Regions from separate parts of the Mus musculus genome. Here regions 1 and 2 are each linked to region 3. The links are chromatin contacts, called in public targeted proximity ligation maps. All regions are on one chromosome and are shown on one strand. The core of a region is the stretch at or near the end of the contact, and the rest is flanking DNA. Distances in the headings are between cores, read along the strand shown.

Evidence for each region.
Region 1: a contact with region 3 is called in a targeted proximity ligation map of pancreatic cancer cells. A contact is called at or near these places in 5 of 39 promoter capture datasets (the HPC-7 cell line, cranial neural crest, embryonic stem cells and 2 more), 1 of 484 Hi-C or Micro-C datasets (myocytes), 4 of 130 datasets of targeted methods (embryonic stem cells, extraembryonic endoderm stem cells and pancreatic cancer cells) and 1 of 9 other capture datasets (embryonic stem cells).
Region 2: a targeted proximity ligation map of pancreatic cancer cells shows a contact between it and region 3. A contact is called at or near these places in 2 of 39 promoter capture datasets (the HPC-7 cell line and embryonic stem cells), 1 of 130 datasets of targeted methods (pancreatic cancer cells) and 1 of 9 other capture datasets (embryonic stem cells).

Annotation. Positions count from the first base shown.
Region 1 is chr19:38,037,022-38,040,108 of GRCm38.p6, forward strand. All of the region lies in intron 1 of Myof (myoferlin), which reads right to left. Among named protein-coding and RNA genes, the nearest start is that of Myof, 5.0 kb to the right of the region's middle.
Region 2 is chr19:38,002,582-38,005,837 of GRCm38.p6, forward strand. All of the region lies in intron 3 of Myof (myoferlin), which reads right to left. Among named protein-coding and RNA genes, the nearest start is that of Gm52396, 11 kb to the right of the region's middle.
Region 3 is chr19:37,675,153-37,678,093 of GRCm38.p6, forward strand. All of the region lies in intron 20 of Exoc6 (exocyst complex component 6), which reads left to right. Gm32342 (a long non-coding RNA gene) reads right to left here. Exons shown (of 3, transcript XR_003952929.1): 3 at 2,235-2,941. Among named protein-coding and RNA genes, the nearest start is that of Cyp26c1, 9.1 kb to the right of the region's middle.

The DNA.
Region 1 (3,087 bases), core at 265-2,764, 360 kb after region 3:
GAGAACAGCCGTGTTAGGTGTTTTCACCATGGCTCCTGACACTGGCAACTTATCAAACAGGAGAGGAAATTTAGAATTCCTATGTGCAAGGCCTTCTGCATTTCCACCTGATCCACAAGTCACCCTGCAAGGTAGGAGAGGCCATCCTATTTTGTGTTTCTGTTGCTGTGATAAAACACACCATGACCAGAAGCAACCTGAGGAGAGGAAAAACTGCATTTGTCTTACATGCTCTGTTCACAAATGATCATAAAGAGAAGCCAAGGCTAGACCCTGGAGATGAGAACTGAAGCAGAGACCATGAAGGGACAGCAATTACTGATTTGTTCATCATCCCTGCTTGGCTTGCTTCCTCATACAACTCAGGACCATCTGCCCTGAGATGGCACCACCCACAGTGGACCAGGCCCTCCCATATCAATCATTAATCAAGAAAATGCCCCCACAGCCTTGCCTGCAGGCCAATCTCATCCGAGTAACTCCTCAACTGAGGTTCCCTCTTCCCAGGTGACTCTAGTTTGTGTCAAGTTGAAAGAAACTAACCAGCACTGAGTATTACTTAGAACACCGAAACCGGAGATTTTATTTGCTCATAAGCAATTAGAAAACAAGAAATGGCAATTAGAATTCCTCAGGTATGGCTGGCTCTAAAGCCCAGGGCCTTTACTCTGTAATGGCCAATTAGAAGTCAGTTGATAAAGGCTTAAAGTGGCAGATGTCCCACAGCTGTTTTTTTTGAACGAAAACTGTGCTCAAAGTACAGCCCTGTTCAACAGAGCAGCTGTTCCACCGAAGCTTGCCGTGAGTAGGGAGACGGTTGTCATGCCACAGTGTTCTGGGTAGTATCTGTGTTATAGACCAGTACACGTTTCACATATGAATCTTCAGCAGGAAGGGCAGCGGCTTCATGTAGTTCTTTTCAAATAGAAGAATTCAAACACATCAATTTATCTGGATAACAGGAGCTACAAACCGGTTGTGTTCAGTTCAGTATCAGGAATGTGTGGAGCAGTTGTTCCTTTACCTAGATCCACCCACAGGGCACATGAAAGAATTCTAAGTGTAATCCTTCCTGAACAACGGAAGATGGGCCAATCACCGTGGCCCCTTTCAGGATTAACAGACAGAGGCTTTGTTATTCCAAGATGTCTCTAACCTCCTTCCATCTCTTTCAGTGGCCAATGCTGAAAAAGCATATTCAACATCCATCAATCTATCAGTTGTTGGAGAAGGCATAAATATGCCACTTGGACTGGTCTTAGGAACAGAGAGAAACCAGTGACCAGAAAAGAAGCCAGGGAAGTGCCAGTGTCCTGACTGAGAGCATATGGGTAAGCTATGTTGTGGAGGAGGGAAGGAAAAACAGGACAAGCTAATTAATTTCTAAAAGCAACTGTGGTTTTGTAGATGACTGAGAGCCAAAGAATGTGCCTTTGGGAAATGTACAGTCCCCAGGCTTCGGCAGGGTGGGGCCACCATCCTTCAACAGTTAGTCTCCAAGCCCTTTTCTCCCGGAAGTGAGGAGAATGACTCAGTAGATTAAACAGTTTTGCTTTCTGAAGTATTTGTCAATACAATACCATGGTTCTACTGAAGTACCCAAGTTTCATGACCATCATTACCTGTGAAGAACTGTCTAGACTCTACAACATACCCTAGGTAGATCAAGATTCTATATGGACAGCTTACCTCCATAGTCTACAATGAATGGACCCTGTGAGAGATTTCACCACTCCGAATGGAATCTCACAGCTTCTTAAAGCTTATCTAAAAGATTCTTTTAGAATTTACCTCTGGACAGTAGGGGTTGGCTCAGTGGGTAAGGTACTTGCTGAGCAAGGGCAAGGGCCTGAGTTCAAATCTCCAAAGCCTACAGAAAGTTGGGCACCGTATGACCCTATAATTCCAACTCTCTTACAGAAGAGATAAGAGAATCCCCCAGAAACTTGTGGGCCATCTACAAACAAGAGACCTGCCTCAAACAAGGTGGAAGATGAGAAGTGTCATTCAAGGCTGATCTTAGACTCCATTCATGCACCACTGGTGTGGACATTGTACACACATACACACATCACACACAAACAGATACATACACAAAAAGAAAAAGGAAGGAAGGAAGGAAGGAAGGAAGGAAGGAAGGAAGGAAGGAAATGCCTCAAGATTTTGAATGTTTCTCACACAAGGAAATACAAAATCTTGAGGTGGTAATTAAGCCAAATTGCCTTGATCTGATCATCACACACACACACACACACACACACACACACTCACACTCACACTTACTATGTTCCCTAAGATGGTTTTGAATGGAAGCTTGGGTGCAAAGTGACCCTATCACAAGGACAGGATAGGAAACCTGCTGTTGTGGCCGCCATGTTTCCCTGGAAAGGGATGATCCTATGAATAAAACACTGCTATGAATAAAACACGCCAGCGTATGAGTATACAAGAAAGGTTTCTCTCTATTAACCTTTTCAAAAGACTCTTTTCATACAAAAGCAAGGGATGAAACAGAGGGGAAAAGGAAAGTATATGGTAATATCCAGCTAGCAAAATGACCTTTAAAGGGCTACAGGCCAACAAACAAACTAAAAAATCCCCACAGCACCAACCCTTCAGAAGCGCACATGCTCACAAGGCTGGAGCAACTTGTCTGCCTACAGCAAGAGGATGTAAGAGATTCAAACCTAATTGTTCAGACTAACACATCAGGCGTGATGGCAAGTCCCAGCATTCAGGATAAGGAGAACTGGAGAACGAGGAAGATCAGAGGTTCAAACTCATCCTCAGATAGCTCTGGACTTGACGATCATCCTGGGCTACATGAGCCCCTGCCTCAATTAAATTGATTGGATCAGTGGTCCCTAGGAAGACTGCAAACACAGCAGGAAGAGTTGTCATTTTTCAGTTGTTTAATCCCTTTTATGCTTTGGTTTACTTTATTTGACCGTCATTCAAAGAATTAAGATCTGATATTAACAAAAATTAAACAAAATTTAATTGTTTTCTTTTATTGTTTGTGTTTGTGTCTCTCTGTATGTATGTATGCATGCATGTATGTATGTATGCATGTATGTGAGTGTGTTG
Region 2 (3,256 bases), core at 375-2,874, 330 kb after region 3:
ACAGGTATACATACACACTTACACTCTCACACACATATATCACAGGCACTCACACTAAACACATATACACACATCTCCCAGGCACTTACACTATACACACACACACACACACACACACACACACACACACACACACACACTCCATAGGCATTCACACCTTACCCTCAATACACACAACGAATGAAATGTGTTCTCTTCCTTTTCTTTTAAGGAAAAACCATCTGGCTTTGTCTAAATGTGGTGTTTGCCTGGTAAGATGGGAAGGAAACTCATGTTATCCTTCAGTCTGTGATTTGTGGTGTAGTTCTACGAGTAAGATGCTGACATCATACCCTTGAACATGTACTGATTTGCTTTTGTTAAAGCCAGCTAGAGCCAGAATGACCAGGGCCTCTTATCAGTGGTAAATCAATCTGAGAACAGGCAGGGTGCTGCTGTGGCTCGGCTATGCGGAACTGAAAAGAGGCCTGGCATGGGATTGAACCAGCATCTGAGACCAGATCAATGCATCTCCCACATTACCTAGTGTCCTAGGGGACAAAATCACCCAGGTTGAGAATAATTCCTGTGTAGCCCAAGTGTTATGCCCTAGTACGCTCTCTCTCTCTCTCTCTCTCTCTCTCTGTCTGTCTCTCTTTGTCTCTCTCTGTCTCTGTCTCTCTGTCTCTCTTTGTCTCTGTCTCTGTCTCTGTCTCTCTCTCTTTCTCTCTCTCTCCTTGCCTAAGTCCCTCAATTCTTTGAGCCACTGTATTGTTGGCAAACAAATGGACAGACATGAATAACTTCACAGGTTAGGCTTATACATATGATATATCCCATACAGGTCTATTTAGGAAACTACTGTATGTTAAGTATTTCTTTTTTCTTACTTTACCAGTTCTTGAGGTGTGTGTGTAAAACTCCTAGAATTGTTTTGGAGACATCATAATGAAAGGCAGGGTTTCTGCCTTCAAAATTATAATGTCACAGATCACAACTGATTCACACACAGTGTAGAGGCAAAGATGAAGACAGTAAGAGAATAAAATATACAGTGAAGTCACCCGGTGCAGTAGGGGACAGTGGGGCTTGTGGCTAACCAGAAAGAACAGGCTTGAGTACACACAGAGCCTTTTGCTCATCTTTTTATGCAGTGGAATGGCTAGTAACCTGTTCTGATTCAGTTTGCTGATTCGTTCCCCAGAAGAGTGCAGTAACAGAAGACAGGGCAGGAATGGCGAGGAGTAAAAGGAGCCAATTATATACTCTAACCTCAATCCCTTCTAAGCAGCTTGAGTCCCGTTGCTAAGGTTTGCTTTCTCATCATAAAACCCTGGTGGTTTTGCTGTGGGGGAGGGCATTTAAAGGAAAATTTGATGTGTGTGTGTGCGTGTGTGTGTGCGTGCGCGCGCGCGCTTGCGTGTGTCTGCATGTGCGTGCGGAGTAAAGACTGTGTTTTGAGAACATCCTGGAAAGACTAATCTCGAAGATATTTGACAGTGAGGCTGTGTTGAGAAAGATGTAAACACAGATACAGCTTCTGAGACCTTTGACTGACCCGAAGGAAGCACTGCCCACTGCCAGAGCTGCAGTCCTATGTCTCGCCTCGCAGGTCAGCCAGCCAGGCCTGTTTTCTGGGGCGTTGCCTAGATACAGAAAACGGTGAGAACATGGGGAATGATAACTTGACCTCCTACACGAGGGACAGGAACAGCTCAGTCCGACTATAAGCTGATTTCCTTTAAAGGAGGTGACCCTCAGCCTGGGATCTCTATTACTAATGTGATACTGTAAACAGGCCAAGATGATAAGATGTGTGGGTAAGAGGGACGCTTCGCCCTGTGGTTCACAGAAAAACAAGAGTCTCCCATGGACTGCTCCCAAGGCGCTAACAGATGGGCTACAGTCCCAAAAGGAAGCCACCATGGAAGAAATAAATGCCCAGGCCTTGGCCCAGCAGCTCTCCTGGGAGAACTAACAAGCTTCAGACGCATTAGACACCAAAGGGAACCTAGGACACTGCGCCTTCAGTCTGTGACTGACATCAAACTCAGAGGCAGGCCTCTATGCATGACACAGAGCTACTTCTAAGCCCTGGGAATGACCTGGCAACTGGGTGTTATACCTGGGGCCTGGGGGAGTTGAGAGTCAAGCTAGCTATCTTAGTTAAGCAGTGTCAGTTAAGAACCTCTTCATCACTGTGTTTATCTGGAAACATATACTTGGTTTTAAAAAGAGGAATGGAAATGTTTTTCCCACAGCCTGGGCCCCCATTCACAGCCACATGCCTCTGTGGTGAATAAGGACCCTGCTGGCTGAGGGCCTTAGCAGGGGCGCTCCCATATACAGCTCACCAGGTCCCTTCTCTGTGTAACCGGGACATCACCACGGGGATTGCTGGAAATCCCCTCCACAGAGGAAAGGCCTGTTGGAGGCTTGAACATCAACTGGACACTCTCTGTTGCTGCTTTTAGGGACTGTAAGCAGCCAGCCCTGCCACCCTCTGGGAGGAATCATAGCCTACAGCTGGGCTGGGGCCAAAAAAAACTTTCCAAACCTCAACAGTTCCCAAATGCCCTGTGGAAGATCTGAGAAGACCAAGCTATCCCATTCTTTGAAGGCCCTGGCTCTGGCTGCCCGAGTTTGTCATTTTAGCCAGGCCTGTAGCACTTTGCATGGATTTCCCACACTGTTCCCTCCTCTGGGCCTATGCCCATCAAGTTCCTCCCTGGTCCTGAGAATAAGGAGTGAGCCAAGCGTGCTCCTTAAAACAAACCTGACGGCCAGGAGAAGCAAGGCCGCAGACGAAGGCTGTTTGCAAAGCCAGATTTTCTCCTAGGAGCCTTCTCCGAGATAGAACATGTACTTCTGTCTTAGGTTCAGATCTGACAAAGGACCCTGCTGAACCCTGGATATCTGATTAACCATCTTAATAACTGGTCAGACTCTTTATCTCTGCCCCCACCCACCATGTGACTGGGGATCACCCTGAACTGCCTTCAGCAAGAATCCTGTTATGTTGGTTTAGCCAGAATTTCCCTATCCCGGTTAGTTCCTCTCAAGAATTTCCATCCACTGCCCCTTCCCTGTCCCTTGGCTGTAAGTTTGATGTGGCTGAGTTATGTGGGGTCTTGAGCCCCATCTCTCTCTTCTACTGTAGTTCAACTGGCACTGGCTCGTCTACCTGTGGTGATGGCTCTGGGTACTCTTGCTCAACACACATTGACAGCTGACACAGGGGTTTCTTCCTGGGCACAGCTGTAATAGCAGGTCATGG
Region 3 (2,941 bases), core at 364-2,863:
AAAGATTTATTTATTTATTATATGTAAATACACTGTAGCTGTCTTCAGACACTCCTGACAGATGGTTGTGAGCCACCATGTGGTTGCTGGGATTTGAACTCTGGACCTTCGGAAGAGCAGTCGGGTGCTCTTACCCACTGAGCCATCTCACCAGCCCGCTTATGTGCTTTTAATCCTAACACTCAGGAGGCAGAGGTGGTAGGTCTCTGAGTTTGAGGCCAGCCTGGTCTACATAGAGTTCCAGTCCAGCCAGGGCTACATAGTGACACTTTGGCTCAAATAAATAAAGAAAAAAGGAAGAAAGGAAAATTTAAATAATAAAAAGAGGAGAAAGGAAAGAAGGAAGAAAGGGAGGGAGGGAATAAGGGAGCGAGGGAGGGAGGGAGGAAGGGAGAGAGAGAGGGAGGAAGGAAGGGAGAGAGAGAGAGGAAGAGAGAGAGAGAGGAAGAAGAGACATGCTTCAAGAATATTTTGCTTCCACAGTGAATGACTTAAAGGCTGATGCTTGTGAACAAGTGCGGCACACAGCACCCTGAGCTCACCCATAGTCCCCACAGAGGGAGAGCAGAAGGGAGCAGAAGGCACGGCTGAAAGCAGGCTTGGGAAATGGACATTTGAATAGAGAAGACTTGGGTAAAGACAGCTTAAAGGCTGTTAACCTTGGGAGACAAGTCAAAGAGGAAGCAAAAGGAAAACTTTTGTGTTTTAAAACAGAGTGTTTTTTTGTAGTGTACGCTTAAACTCCTGCCTCTCCTGTTCATGTGTTGGGGTTACAAAGTCCACCACCATGCCAGGGTTTCTAAGGTGCCGGGGGTTGAATCCAAGGCCTCATGCATGCTAGGCCAGCACTCTATTGATTGAAGCCCACCACTAGCCCTTTGTGTGGATTTTGACTAAGTTTATTGTGACTCTATCTAAAATTCTCTCCTAAGCTTCATCTAGAATTTTCCTAATGTGGTATTTTCACAGAAAGAGGAAAGTCTGGTGCCCAGTGTGGCTTGCTCAGTAAGTGCTTTCTTCTTCAATTCCCAGTAGCCAATTACTGGGGATTTGTTTGGAGGGCAAGTGTCCATCCTCAGTGTTGTCTTGGGCTTAGGACTTGTTAAAGTCTCTGAAGCGCTCTAGGAACCTTGTGTCAGCTTTGTGTCTTGAAGGCGAAGGAAAACCGATCTTCTGGTTTACTTTTGGATTTTGTAGAGCAACCCTGAGGTCCCAGGTGGATTTAGTGTTTGGAAAAGGGAACTTGGGGGACTAACGCTGCCTGAGCCCCCAGGTCACTCTTCACATTTACAAAAGCAAACCTGGTGTCCCCAGTTGCTTCTCTCTTGACTCTTATTTATCTTCTGTCTTGGGTCACTGCCCCTGAGGTGCATCAAAAGCAAACTCCAAAAGACCAAAAACAAAGAAAACTAAACCAGATTCAAGGAAAAATGACCCGGCACCGTGGATTTGGTTTTACAAAGGCTCCATAGAATGGCTTTAAGTCTGCCTGCATTGTGCTGTTTGCACAGAGTGATTCACAGGTTTGAGACTCCAAGAATCTACAGATTCTGAACAAGTCCATAGGATGGGACACTGTCAGCCAGTGAGATGGATCAGCATGGAGGAATTCTCAGTGATTCTGAAGTGATTCAACTATTTCCAGCATATATATGGGACCACTGTGCAACCATGGCATTCCTTAAGCTGATGGTTTTGTTTGTGGACACACAGGAAGCACCAAGGAAGTAAAATGTAGAACAGACTTACAGATGTTGGCAGGACTCCACCTGATGTGTTACAGTTGTTCTCCAGGGTAACTTTGAATCCTTACTGAAAAAGGGACGCTAATTTTAAGTGGTCTTTCAGACTGGGTTGAGATGGAATGGAAACGTGCTATTTTGTTCCTTGGTTTTATGTGATCCATACCTTGATTACCTCCCAAAAGACTTGAAGAAGCATCTTGCTTGGCTATTGGAACAAACCCACTTACAGAGCTTAATACTGATCCTTATTACCATGTGCCTTACTTTATCCTTTAATAAGCATTTGCGGAGTTGCTTTTGGATAATGTGGTGATGCTTTGTTTTTGTTCATGTTCAGGCTACATCTTTGAACTCTATGTATCCATGGTAACTAATAAATTCACGTGTTGAGACCATGTCTTACTGTCCCCCTCCCCATAGGACTAAAGGATTTATTGTTTTGTTTGTTCACTGCCATCTGAAGGAAGCAACACTTGAAATGGAGTGATGTTTTCTGTAATAGCGGCTTTAATATTAAAAATGCAGCATCCTGTGAAACCCGGACAGCTTGGAGAGGGAGTCCCCCCCAAGGAGAGGGGATCCCCAAGGAGAGGGAGTCCCCAAGGAGAGGGGGTCCCAAGGAGAGGGAGTCCCCAAGGAGAGGGGGTTCCCAAGGAGAGGGAGTCCCAAGGAGAGGGGGTCCCAAGGAGAGGGCATCCCCAGGGAGAGGGCGTCCCCAGGGAGAGGGGGTCTCCAAGGAGAGGGGGTCCCCAAGGAGAGGGAGTCCCCAAGGAGAGGGAGTCCCCAGGGAGAGGGTTCCCCAAGGAGAGGGAGTCCCAAGGAGAGGGCGTCCCCAGGGAGAGGGGGGTCCCCAAGGAGAGGGGGTCTCCAAGGAGAGGGGGTCCCAAGGACAGGGCGTCCCCAGGTAGAGGGGGTCCCCAAGGAGAGGGAGTCTCCAGGGAGAAGGCGTCCCCAGGGAGAGGGGGTCCCCAAGGAGAGGGAGTCCCCAAGGAGAGGGAGTCTCCAAGGAGAGGGGGTCTCCAGGGAGAAGGCGTCCCCAGGGAGAGGGGGTCCCCAAGGAGAGGGGGTTCCCAAGGCAACGGCAGGGTGTGGGGTGAAGGCCTGAGTGGAGCCCTGTGGGGCCTGGAATAAAGCGCTGGTCTTGTGTTACCCTTTCATTTCAGTAGAGATGTATTTTTCAAAAGGCTAGGCATAGT